Regions from separate parts of the Mus musculus genome. Here region 2 is linked to region 1. A link is a contact called in public ChIA-PET data. All regions are on one chromosome and are shown on one strand. The core of a region is the stretch at or near the end of the contact, and the rest is flanking DNA. Distances in the headings are between cores, read along the strand shown. Region 1 has its middle 12 kb from the start of Gm34712. Region 2 overlaps Btbd11 (BTB (POZ) domain containing 11).

Region 1 (5,208 bases), core at 1,276-3,775:
CAGGTTTGGGTGTTGAAGTCATATCCGTGTGCTTTTGAAGCAAACACTACCAACTGGGCCATCTCCCGAGCCCTTGACCTCTTTTACAAACTTATAAACCAAACAGCCTGAGGTGAAAAGAAACATGGAAATTTTGGCCAAACATAAGATCAGAAGGTAGGTCTTTAGACCTCTGTCAGAAGAGGTGTCCAATGTGGCCAGAAAGAAAATAAATCTTATCTGAGATCACATGATCCTTACTGACCCAATTATCATGACCAGGAGAAACTGGCCTGCCTACTAGTACCTTTTGTGTGGCCGTGGTGAGCCCCGAGGCTGGCTTAGGGAGCATTTTCTAGTAGCTTCCGTTAAAGGAGTTGCTTCTCGGATGAAAGAGCAGTTATTGTTGGTGGAGGAAACTACAATGACCCCAAAATCCTCATTTGACACCTCCCACAGGAATCAGAATCCTATGTCCAAGTGTCTTCACTCTCAGGCTTCCAGTTCTGACAGCTCATTCCTACAAGGTGAAGACACTTGGTTAACCCTTCACTGGATCAAAGCTTAACAGGATGTCCATTAAGTCAGACTTAAGAACATAGCCCAGGCCTCATCCAAAGAGTTAAACGATGAGTGGAGAAGGCAGTAGCTGGGTTGGCTTTGGCAAAATACATTGCTCCTCCACTCCAAAGAAAAGATCACACAGGAAGGAGGTGAGCTGGTTAGGGAGAAGGTGGGAAGACACCGGACTGTGATCTTGCTTTTATTCTTATAACTCACCAGGTCGGAGTCTACAGTCAGCCGATGATGGGCAGAGGAAGGAGGGAGAAAGGGAGGGAGAGGAGGAGGGAGAGATGGAGGGAGGGGAGGTGGCTGCTGCATTTGTATCTGTGTGAATCTGCCATGTTCACCGGTCTCATTGCAGCCACCATCTTCCTTCCCTCTGTGACGTCACCACACATTCAAGCAAAGCTCAGTCCCATCCTAAAGAAGTTCAGGGATTTTTGAAGATTTGGTCCAAAGTATGTGCTTTTTATATGATATGTTTTGTCTTTAAGCAATTAAGATATTTTAAGCTAAATCCCTAATTTTGCCCCCAGAAAACATTTGGCAATGTTTAGGAAAGTTCTGATTGTCATAGTGGAAGGAAATGATGCTGTTTTTACATGGGGGCCAAAAATGGCTGCTAAATGTTCTACAGGACACAAGAGACAACGTTCAAAACATCGTTTCAAGGGACGATCTTGGTGGCAGTACCTCCCACCCCAGAGACCCTACATACAATGATGGTTCTCTGTGGAGAAACAGAGTTCTTGCTATCTTAACCTATCCTGCAACAGCTTCTGAAGGGCTTTTCTGAGCCCAGAACTCCGCTTAGGGCCAGCTGTTGTTGAGTCGCTCAGTCTACGCCTAGGTCATTCCTTACCCTTCCCTCACACATAAGCTGGTCCCTCCTTAACGAGCACTCTTGTTTGTAAAACTCCATCTCTCTATTGTCCCCTGAGAAGCCCACTTCTGCATCCCTTCTACAAAGCTAAGGTTCAACATCTGCCTCTCCCCAGCATTCAATCTCACGATCCCTCCCTCAGAGTCCACTTCAACCACACCAGCCTTTCTTTGATGCCTCCGGATCTCCTCACACGCTGCTTCCTTTGTCTTTGAAGCCTTTTCCTCCTCTCCTTTTGGGTCAGGTAAAAGTGGCATGAATTTAAAGATGTTCTCCATCCCTCACCAAGTCAAAATAAGTTCCCTTTGGCATGCTTCCTCCCAGCATCCTTTGCTTCTCCTTTCTGATGCTTAAACTGGTGAGGATGTTTTGATCACAGTCAACAGCACGCCTGGCAAAAGGTAGCTTTACTCATAGGGGTCTCTGTGTCGAGTTTTGAAGGCAGTCCTGAGGTTGAGAACATGTATGGCGTGTAGCTCAGTCATGCAGCGGCTGATGAGAGGGTGTGTCCGTGTTCCTTCTTGATGCTTCTTTCCATGTGCAAGATGCTCAGCCGCCATGAATTGTGGGCAGTTCGTCTCTTTGCTCAGTTCATCCTGAGGAGGACAGCGTATCTGTTTGGGAAGTTTGTGAGACTCCTCTGGAGACAGAGCATCACGTGTTCACTTAGTTATCTAAGATGCAGTCTATTACTAGTGCTGAAGTTGCCTAAAGTGAAGCTTGGGTCCAGCCCTGAGACTATAGGCTCACAGTGAGCATTCAGTCATGACAACAGTTTGCTGGTCTGTCACCTGTCTTTATTATCTGTCTTCTCAGCTGTTTAAGGCACAGAGGAAGCTGAGCAGAGTGACACACACCTTTAATCTCAGCACTCAGTAGGTGGGCAGAACTCTTTGAGTTTGAGGCCAGTCTAGTATACATAATCCCCGAACATTCAGAGCTACAGAGCGAGACCTTGTCTTGAAACAAACAAACCAAAACCAAACCAAAGCAAAGCAAACCAAACCACAGAGGAAACTAAGGGAGTTACTCTTCTTAAGATTCTAACAGACAGCAGCTCAGATACATACAGCTCAACACCAATGTGTCAACAATGTGTTCCCTTAGTGTCACAGATGGCTGTTATAACAGCTGCTATCATATTGTCACGTGACCACATCCAAGCACTTAGTACAGAGCAACTGGACTTCTTCCTTCAAAGTAGCTTTCTATTTTAACAGGGAGGAAAATAATTCCCAGAAGCCCACTGGCAGACCCTTGTAGCCAGACCTATTGGCCAGACTGGGTCACATGACCAAACCTCTGCTTGATAAGAAGGAAACAGAAGGGTCAAAGCAGTTCATTGGACTCAAGTATTTTATGGAAATCACTAGGAAGTGGGGCTCTGGCCTCCGAGTTACACCAGGATTCTGATAGAGAGTAAAGAGGGAGGGGAGAGTAATCAGCTATTGTGCTTTCCCCACGAGTGCTTGTGTACTGACGGGATTGATGCTTCATTAATGATCTGATTGTCTTTCCCCCTGTCAGTCCCAAGAGACAGGATGCCTTTCAGTGCTACGGCCTTGTGCCTTCTTCATAGGAGGGGTTCAATAATTATTCATGAGAATACAGGAGTAATTACATGCACAGAATTGCTGGGCACCTTAGTAAATGCCAAAAGAAATGTCAGGCTCTTCCTGTTTCCAATGAGTTTATGGTGCCGACGAGGCAACACTAATGCATTTAAATCATTGTCTGTCGATACACATCAAAGCATTTCTTCCTTTCTCCAAATGTCTATCTGGTGTTTGCAACGTCTGGATAGGATGAGAGATACTGAGGGTGCATCAGTGGACAGCAAACAAGACCTGGCTCCTGTCTGTCATGGTGTAAGGCTTTTGAAGAGTGGCAAGTTGATGAAGCAACATGATAAAAATAGCCAGAGGAACCAAAGGAACCCAGAAGGGAAGGTTTTGTGTCTCTACAAGACCTTCCAAATCACAGAGTGCAGCCCAAGGATTGACACCTCCTAAGCACCCATAAAAATGGTGCCTCAGTGGGAGAGGATGCGTCTAGTCCTGCTGTGACTTGATGTACCAGGGCGGGTTGATACCCAGGGGTGCGTCCCCCTTCTTAGAGAAAAGGGGGAGGAGGTTTCGAAAGGGGAGGTGCTGTGGGAGGGACTGGGAGAAGAGGAAGGGGGCTTGGGTCAGGATGTAAAATGAATAATTAAGGAAGAAAGTGATGGCTGACAATAAGCAACTCTGAGTACTCACCTGTTGATGGGCTGTCTAAATTACTACTCCATCCCACCCTTCTCAAGGATTAGGGGATACAATGGAACAGGGGATGGAAAGACTTCTAAGAGCCTGAAGGTGGGAAGACTACTATCTTTGAATGTGTTATGGCTGTCACATACATGAATTCACAGTACCTGTGGCTACCCACACAAAACTTCCTTGAGATCAAGAGAACGAAAAATTTCAGCACAGTGCAGGGGAGGGACTCCCAGTGGCCCATCCCTAGCTGAGGAGATAATGGCAGCTGATGGCTGCTGATGGAGGAAGAGGCATTCTTTTTTGGAGAGGAGAAATTTGCAATCGATCGGTTGGTTGCTCAGGTCCCAGTGGAAGACCCTATACACATGCACATATAGGTAGCACTAATTAGTCTTAATGGACTATTTTTTTTTAAAAAAAGAAAGTTGGGAGGGAGGTGGGAGGATCTGAGGGGAGGAAGATGGGGATAAATCTAACCAAGATACATTGTATACATTTATGAAAATTCAATATAAACATTGGCTATTGTTTTGGAGAAAATATGAGAAAGCTTAACATCCACACAGTCACTCTTGGCTCTTCTTTGTAATTCAGGAAACCAAGTCTTTGGAGAAGCAAAAAGACCTCCCACAGGCAAAGAGAGACAGAACCTGGCAGCTCATCTCTGAGGATGGCTCAGTTCTAGCTGCTCCTCCTCACTGCCTTTCTGATGGTGACTTCCCGACATCTGATGCTTGCTGATGGGGCTTGTTCTGTGTCTGGTGTCCTCCCATGGCCCACAAACATCTCAATCCATCTTCTCACCTGGAGTGTGGGCACCAGCATCCATCTCCCTCCGGCCCCTGCAGTCAGCAGCCCCAGCGTAACAGGATGAAAATAGCCAGCACGCTTATTTTACTTCTCTCACTTAAGGACGGCACCTCTTTTGTATTTAAGCACTAATTATAATTAGTCATTTCCTAGAAAGTGTGCAAACATCACAGCACAGCTGGGAACCTGCATAATTTAAACATTATTTCTAATTCAACTTCACAATCTGAGATTGCGTGGGTTTTACAAAGGAGCCCTCAATGCCTGGAAGGAGGGGGGAAGGTCCTCTGTCTTATGAAAACCTCTCCCCTGGTGGAATGTACAGGGCTTTGCACTTAAAAGATTTCACATACAAATGCTCACAGATGTCCTCCGCACATTTAGATACTATTTTTATATTTAAAAGCCTTGGCTTGAAAATTTCCAGTTTATACTCTGGTACAGTTTATTAGATGTGAATAACTATTCACTGATTTAATATTTCTTTTTAATCAGTACAATTTGGACACCATACTCACATTTCATACATTTCCACTGAAATGTGAGAAATTTAATCTCAAAGCCTATTAGAGGCTCCGTCATGTCCCAAGGCCTGAGGATCTGGGATGCTTCCATAGCATGGTCACTGTTGTCACTACCTGAGTTGGAGGTGGTCCTTCATGTCATTAACTCTACTCTGGGACCATTCATAGGGTTCAGGATTATTTCCAGAAA
Region 2 (5,208 bases), core at 1,187-3,686, 270 kb after region 1:
GTGTTGACAAGTCCCAGGTTGTACAGATCTTGAACCAATAATCACAGCTACTATGAATACAGGTGTAACAGCCATTTCCTGCCACAAAATCAGTCTTCCACACTCCCTGACCCTCCTCCAATGTTCGAGATCTTTCCCCGGGATGGGAACTAAGCGACTCCACAAAGCAGCCTTTTCCAACATTGCTAGCATCTAGCAGAAGAAAGGTTGTTTATGCAATGAATCAAGTCGGATGACTCCCAGAGATTTAAACACACACACACATGCACACACACGCATGCACGTGTACTTTAGACTAACATGCATAGATTCACACTTACTCCCCCTGGAGGCCTCTGTGATCTGTGTTCTGGGGTCTTGCCTTGTTACCCTGATGCCACAATGTCTCCTTGGGCAGATGTGGGGACCATTAGCCCTTAGGATGAAGTTGGCCGCCACACTAAAGGTGAGGGATCCTGAGTTTCTCTGCATGTTTAGCTCTGCCCTTCAAAAGATAAAAGAGGAAACCCAGTTAAATTTCCATCTTCGATAAACAATGAATAAAGCTTTGGTATAAAGATGCCCCACGCACCTTTGATCTAGCATTTATATTTGCCTAATCTGGCAATGCTTGACAAGTTCAAAGCCCACGCGTACTGGACCGAGAAGCTGTAAGGCACAGCTCCATTCAGTGTTTAGGATGTCAATGTCATGTTTGAAGCCAGGCCCTGGGGTCCCTCCATCCTCTCCCACCACACAGGCAGCTGTGTAGCTGAAGGGTCTCTGTGGTCTTGCCCCTCCTCTCTCAGCAACTGGCACAGATTGCCCAGAGGTTAATGCCCTAGAAACACTGGGCTCTGTGGATAGCCTCAAATACCCTGCCATGTCTCACCTGGACCCTTGCTCCTGCTGGCTCTGCACAGAGTGCTCTTGTCTTCTGCCATTCCTCTCCCCATACCTACAACCACAGCTCAAGGGCCACCTTCCGAGGAAGCCTAGGCTCCCCTAGGCTGTGTGTGGTGCAAAGGGGCTTATAGTTTCATAACATTTTTTATTTAGAGAGAGAACCACCGAACCCTAAATACTTGTATGAGATACATGAGAATATGGCCTATGCTTGTCTTCTCCGGACTGTCTTCATGCTTGTCTTCTACCAGACTGTGGGCTTCCAGCGCAGGGCTGCTGACATGACCCTAACAGGCACTCAATCAACACATTGTTGCTTGATTATTGTTGAGTGATTATTGACCAGTTCATGGGGACTGGGAGAAGGTACTAACATTCTTTCAACATGAAGCCTGTATCACCCTCTCTCATTGGTTTCCTCCCTCGTTTCCTGGCCTAGCCTCTTGCTCCCTGAAGTGGCTTGCTGAAGCACCTTGCCATCTCTCATTTCATCTAGCAAGTTCTCCAGCTTGTTCTATTTTGAAAGGAGAGAGTCCATCCTGAGCTCTGTCCACTCTCCTGTCTTAATGCCCCCTGTCTCCTCTGTCACTGGAATGGACCCAGGCAAATGCCTGCTCAGAAGTCCACAGCCAAGTATGAGGGCTCAGTCAAGTGAACAGGAAAGCAGTAGGTTCTGCACTCGGGAGCTAGAGTGGCACAGAAGATCCGAAGACGGGTTCTCCACACATGCTTCTCTGGTTCAAATCCAAGCTATCACTTATAGATGGGGTAGCCTCAGAAAGATTCCTCATTCCTGTTTTTTGGACAGTCCCCCCATAGGAATTATGCCTTCTATTGTGTGGGACCCGAATGTAACAACTCAGATAAAACATTCAGCAGAGAACCTAACCTATTTTTTTAAAAAATGCCTAAATATTTGCATAATGAAATGATTCTTAGCTGAGGATTCTACTGGCACACTGAGGGACCACACCTAAGCTCAGTAAAGACAGGATTTAGAACCGCCAGAAATTGGGGGGGGGGGGGCGGGGGGGGCGGGCGCGGAGTGAGACACCAGTTGTTTGGTTGGGTTTTTTGAGACAGGGTTTCTCTATGTAGTCCTAGCTGTCCTGGAACTCACGTTATAGACCAGGCTGATCTCGAACTCAGAGACCTATCAGCCTCTGCCTCCCGAGTTCCAGGAGTAAAGAGTGCTCCACCCGTGCAGGCTGAGGCAGTTCTTTTAAATGGAAACCTAGAAAAGGCAAAAACCTAGGAAAAGCCCGCGAGGATCTCAGGTGCTCGGTGGGGGTTGCTAAGACGTTTGATCTCAGGGACCAGATCCTGGGGGGAAAAGCGGCTGCACCCACGTGACCATCTCTCCCTCCCCACCCCTCAGGGCGGACGACTGCTTTTGTGCTTCTCGGAAGCTGGACGCCGTGGCCATCGAAGCCAAGTTCAAGCAGGACTTGGGCTTCCGGATGCTGAATTGTGGACGGACCGACCTGGTGAAGCAGGCAGTGTCTTTGCTGGGGCCGGATGGAATCAACACCATGAGCGAACAGGTACCAATCTGCTTGGACCTCATCTCCTCCCGTGCTTAGCCTGGGCGCGAGCAGCTGACGGGACACAGGCTCCCTCTGCTGATCGATTAAAAAAATTAATGCCCCTCCCCTGCCTCTCTCTCTCTCTCTCTCTCTCTCTCTCTCTCTCTCTCTCTCTCTCTCTCTCTCTCTCTTAGTGTTTGGGGGTTTTTGGTTTGGTTTGGTTTTAATTTTCTAAAAATACACTTGCCCATCTTTATGGAAATCTCACATGATTGTCGCAGCTGAAATTTAAAAAGGAATGAAAACCAGACCTGTTCCAGAAAGGAGATGGAGCCCCTAGGTTGGCCATCGTTTGTATTTAGGACTCTGCAACCTTCAAGTCTCTTTACTGGCATGTTAAAGGCTTTTCTCTGCCAGTCTGCTGTTGGCTCCAGACAGATCTAGGCCATGCGCACTGTGCTCTTAGGGTGGGTGTGTTTAAAGACACCAAAGTCAGTCTGGGGACCCTAGAGCACATTCAGATAGGGCAGCACCAACCAGATTCTGAACATGGTGCCATGAGAGGCAACCACAAGTCACAGAGGGGACTTTGGGGATGTGGTGGTGTCATAGACCGTGCAAATGGACAGCCATTCTCAGTGTGAATCCTGAGTGCTGTTACAAGGGACAGATGGGGCTGTTTCTTCCACAGGCAGCTCTTGCAAAGAGCTCCCACGAAGGGAATAGAAGGGACTGTATAATGACAGCTAATCACTTTCTTGGACAACGTCAGGGATCCTCAGTACACAATCATGTGTATCTTGTATGTTTAAAACCAGGGACTTATTTATCTGTTTTATTTTTTCAGTATTTTACATTCCAGATACCTTACAATGTCAATGAATATTCTTTTTTAAGTCGCTTTTAGTGTCTCTATAAAGTGATTACTATTTGTTTATTAACCATCCTTCCCCCATCATATATTTAAAGTGTTTGTGACTAGTGCTGAGCTAAGCACACTTACACAAATCTTTGTTCCAATCTCTATTTCCTTGGGGAAATGTTTCTTTAAAACAGAAGTGTCTCAAATGTACCAGCCTTTCCTGAATTCTCAGTCTTCAGTACTGCCCCTCCCCCTAGGAGTCTGACTAGTCTTTGCACACCTCTAGTTATATATGTATTCCCTGCTAGTCCACTTTCCTTTTGCCTGCTTTTTATCAGCATTTTTTACTGTTTTCTTGTTTTCTTAGAGGAATTCTTCCTGTATCAGGGCACGAAGTCCTTTAGTGGAACCAAGGTATCTCAGTTTGTCGTTGACGTTGGAATTTTGCCCGTAAAGTTTTCAGTTCCACAGCGATGTGCAGTGCTAGAGCCCCTCTCATGTATGCTATACTTCATCCCCTTTCTGCCTAGAGACAGGGGCAGAAACCAACTTGGCATTGCTTACAATTTTAATTCTTTCTGACTATCTCTAGTAAAAAATTGTTATACTGGTGTATAGTGTGAGACAAGGCTGTAGCATGAATATCTTCCCAAATAACTGCCTTCACAGCCCTTTGGATGGAGAGCCCCACCCCTTCCTCCTGTTGGTTGTGATGCTCGGTTTGTGATGAGCAGGAGTCGGAGAAGGGGAAGTTTTCCTGAAGGCCATCCTGCCTCAGTGCCTTGACTTGTATAGAGTGATATCAGAGCAGATGTCAGTGAAAGCAACCACAGGGATATCCAGTGACCATTGACTCTGTCTGACCCAAGGCTCATACAGAGCAGCAAGGACGCCTTGTCATGCTTCGAAGAGACAAATGTCAAAGACACTGTAGTCATCATAATTAAATACTTTAGGGGTTGATGTTACAGAATCCAGAAAATTCCTGTGAGACCCACCCCCACCACATCCCAATCAGCCACTGGTTGTAAAGACACACATAGGTTTGTTGTACTGTGAAAACCCTCCAACTTAAGCCACAATCACAAAAGGTGATGTTCACCTCCCCTCACTCCTCCCCTGTAGTTTCCAGAATGTGGAAGGTTGTGACCCTGTGTGTGACAGGGCTCCACACTGACTCTTTTGTCCTGCCAGAGTCTGAGTCCAATAAGATGCTCCATGTGTTTGTCAACTGACCACGGCCACCTTGTAAACGTCTCCGTCTCTGGTTTTTAACCACCGCAGGGTATGACCCCCTTGATGTACGCCTGCGTCCGTGGGGACGAGGCAATGGTGCAGATGCTGCTGGATGCCGGAGCTGACCTGAATGTGGAGGTGAGGGTGCGGAGGGCTGCAGGCCCTGCCAGCCCATACTTTCCCTTCCCAGTCACCTTCACATCTCATCCTTCCAGTGGCCGAAGCCCTGACGAAACCACCTGGCAGATGGTGACCTTTCTGAGGCCCCAGCCAAAGTCCCAAGTAGCTACACAAAGTCCCTGTGTGTGCTTCCTTTAAAGAAATTGCTGTAGCTCTGGGGACCTCTGGCTTGTGTTGACCCAGCAGCTCCTAGCTCCTGACTCATCCTTTCTAGGATGGAACAGAAAACGCCCACATCCCAGCCCTTTCCTGATGCCCAACACATGCTGGGCCGATCACCCTTTCCCCTCCACCCCACGCCAGACTGAGGTTTCCTCTCCTCACATCTCCTGTCCTCACCTGCAGACCCACAGTGTCACTTTGTTGACAGAGCTATCTCAAGGCTGCCTGCCTGGATGTAGTGCACTAGGCTGGGAATCGAAGCGCCCCTCCCTGCACACTTTAGAACCAAGACGGGCTTAGGTTCAAGTTCTGAAACTACCACCCGCTTTGGGGTCTGAGAAGGGGGGTGACTCATGA

Evidence for each region. ChIA-PET counts read pairs in DNA pulled down with a chosen protein or histone mark.
Region 2: an RNA polymerase II ChIA-PET map of memory CD8 T cells shows a contact between it and region 1, with 26 read pairs. The contact joins two enhancer-like sites. A contact is called at or near these places in 9 of 484 Hi-C or Micro-C datasets (CD4 T cells, CD8 T cells, embryonic stem cells and 1 more) and 10 of 115 datasets of contacts at active chromatin or transcription factors (bone marrow-derived macrophages, embryonic basal ganglia, embryonic hindbrain and 5 more).

The regions. Positions count from the first base shown.
Region 1 is chr10:85,357,291-85,362,498 of GRCm38.p6, forward strand. No RefSeq gene overlaps it. Among named protein-coding and RNA genes, the nearest start is that of Gm34712, 12 kb to the left of the region's middle. Within about 2 kb of position 2,526, at least 15 of the 459 cell types and tissues checked have an H3K27ac peak or open chromatin away from gene starts, as enhancers often do. A contact at or near this core is called in memory CD8 T cells, where this site is marked.
Region 2 is chr10:85,622,640-85,627,847 of GRCm38.p6, forward strand. Btbd11 (BTB (POZ) domain containing 11) reads left to right here. Exons shown (of 17, transcript NM_028709.2): 5 at 2,264-2,429; 6 at 4,558-4,647. Among named protein-coding and RNA genes, the nearest start is that of Gm40731, 35 kb to the left of the region's middle. Within about 2 kb of position 2,437, at least 52 of the 459 cell types and tissues checked have an H3K27ac peak or open chromatin away from gene starts, as enhancers often do. A contact at or near this core is called in memory CD8 T cells, where this site is marked.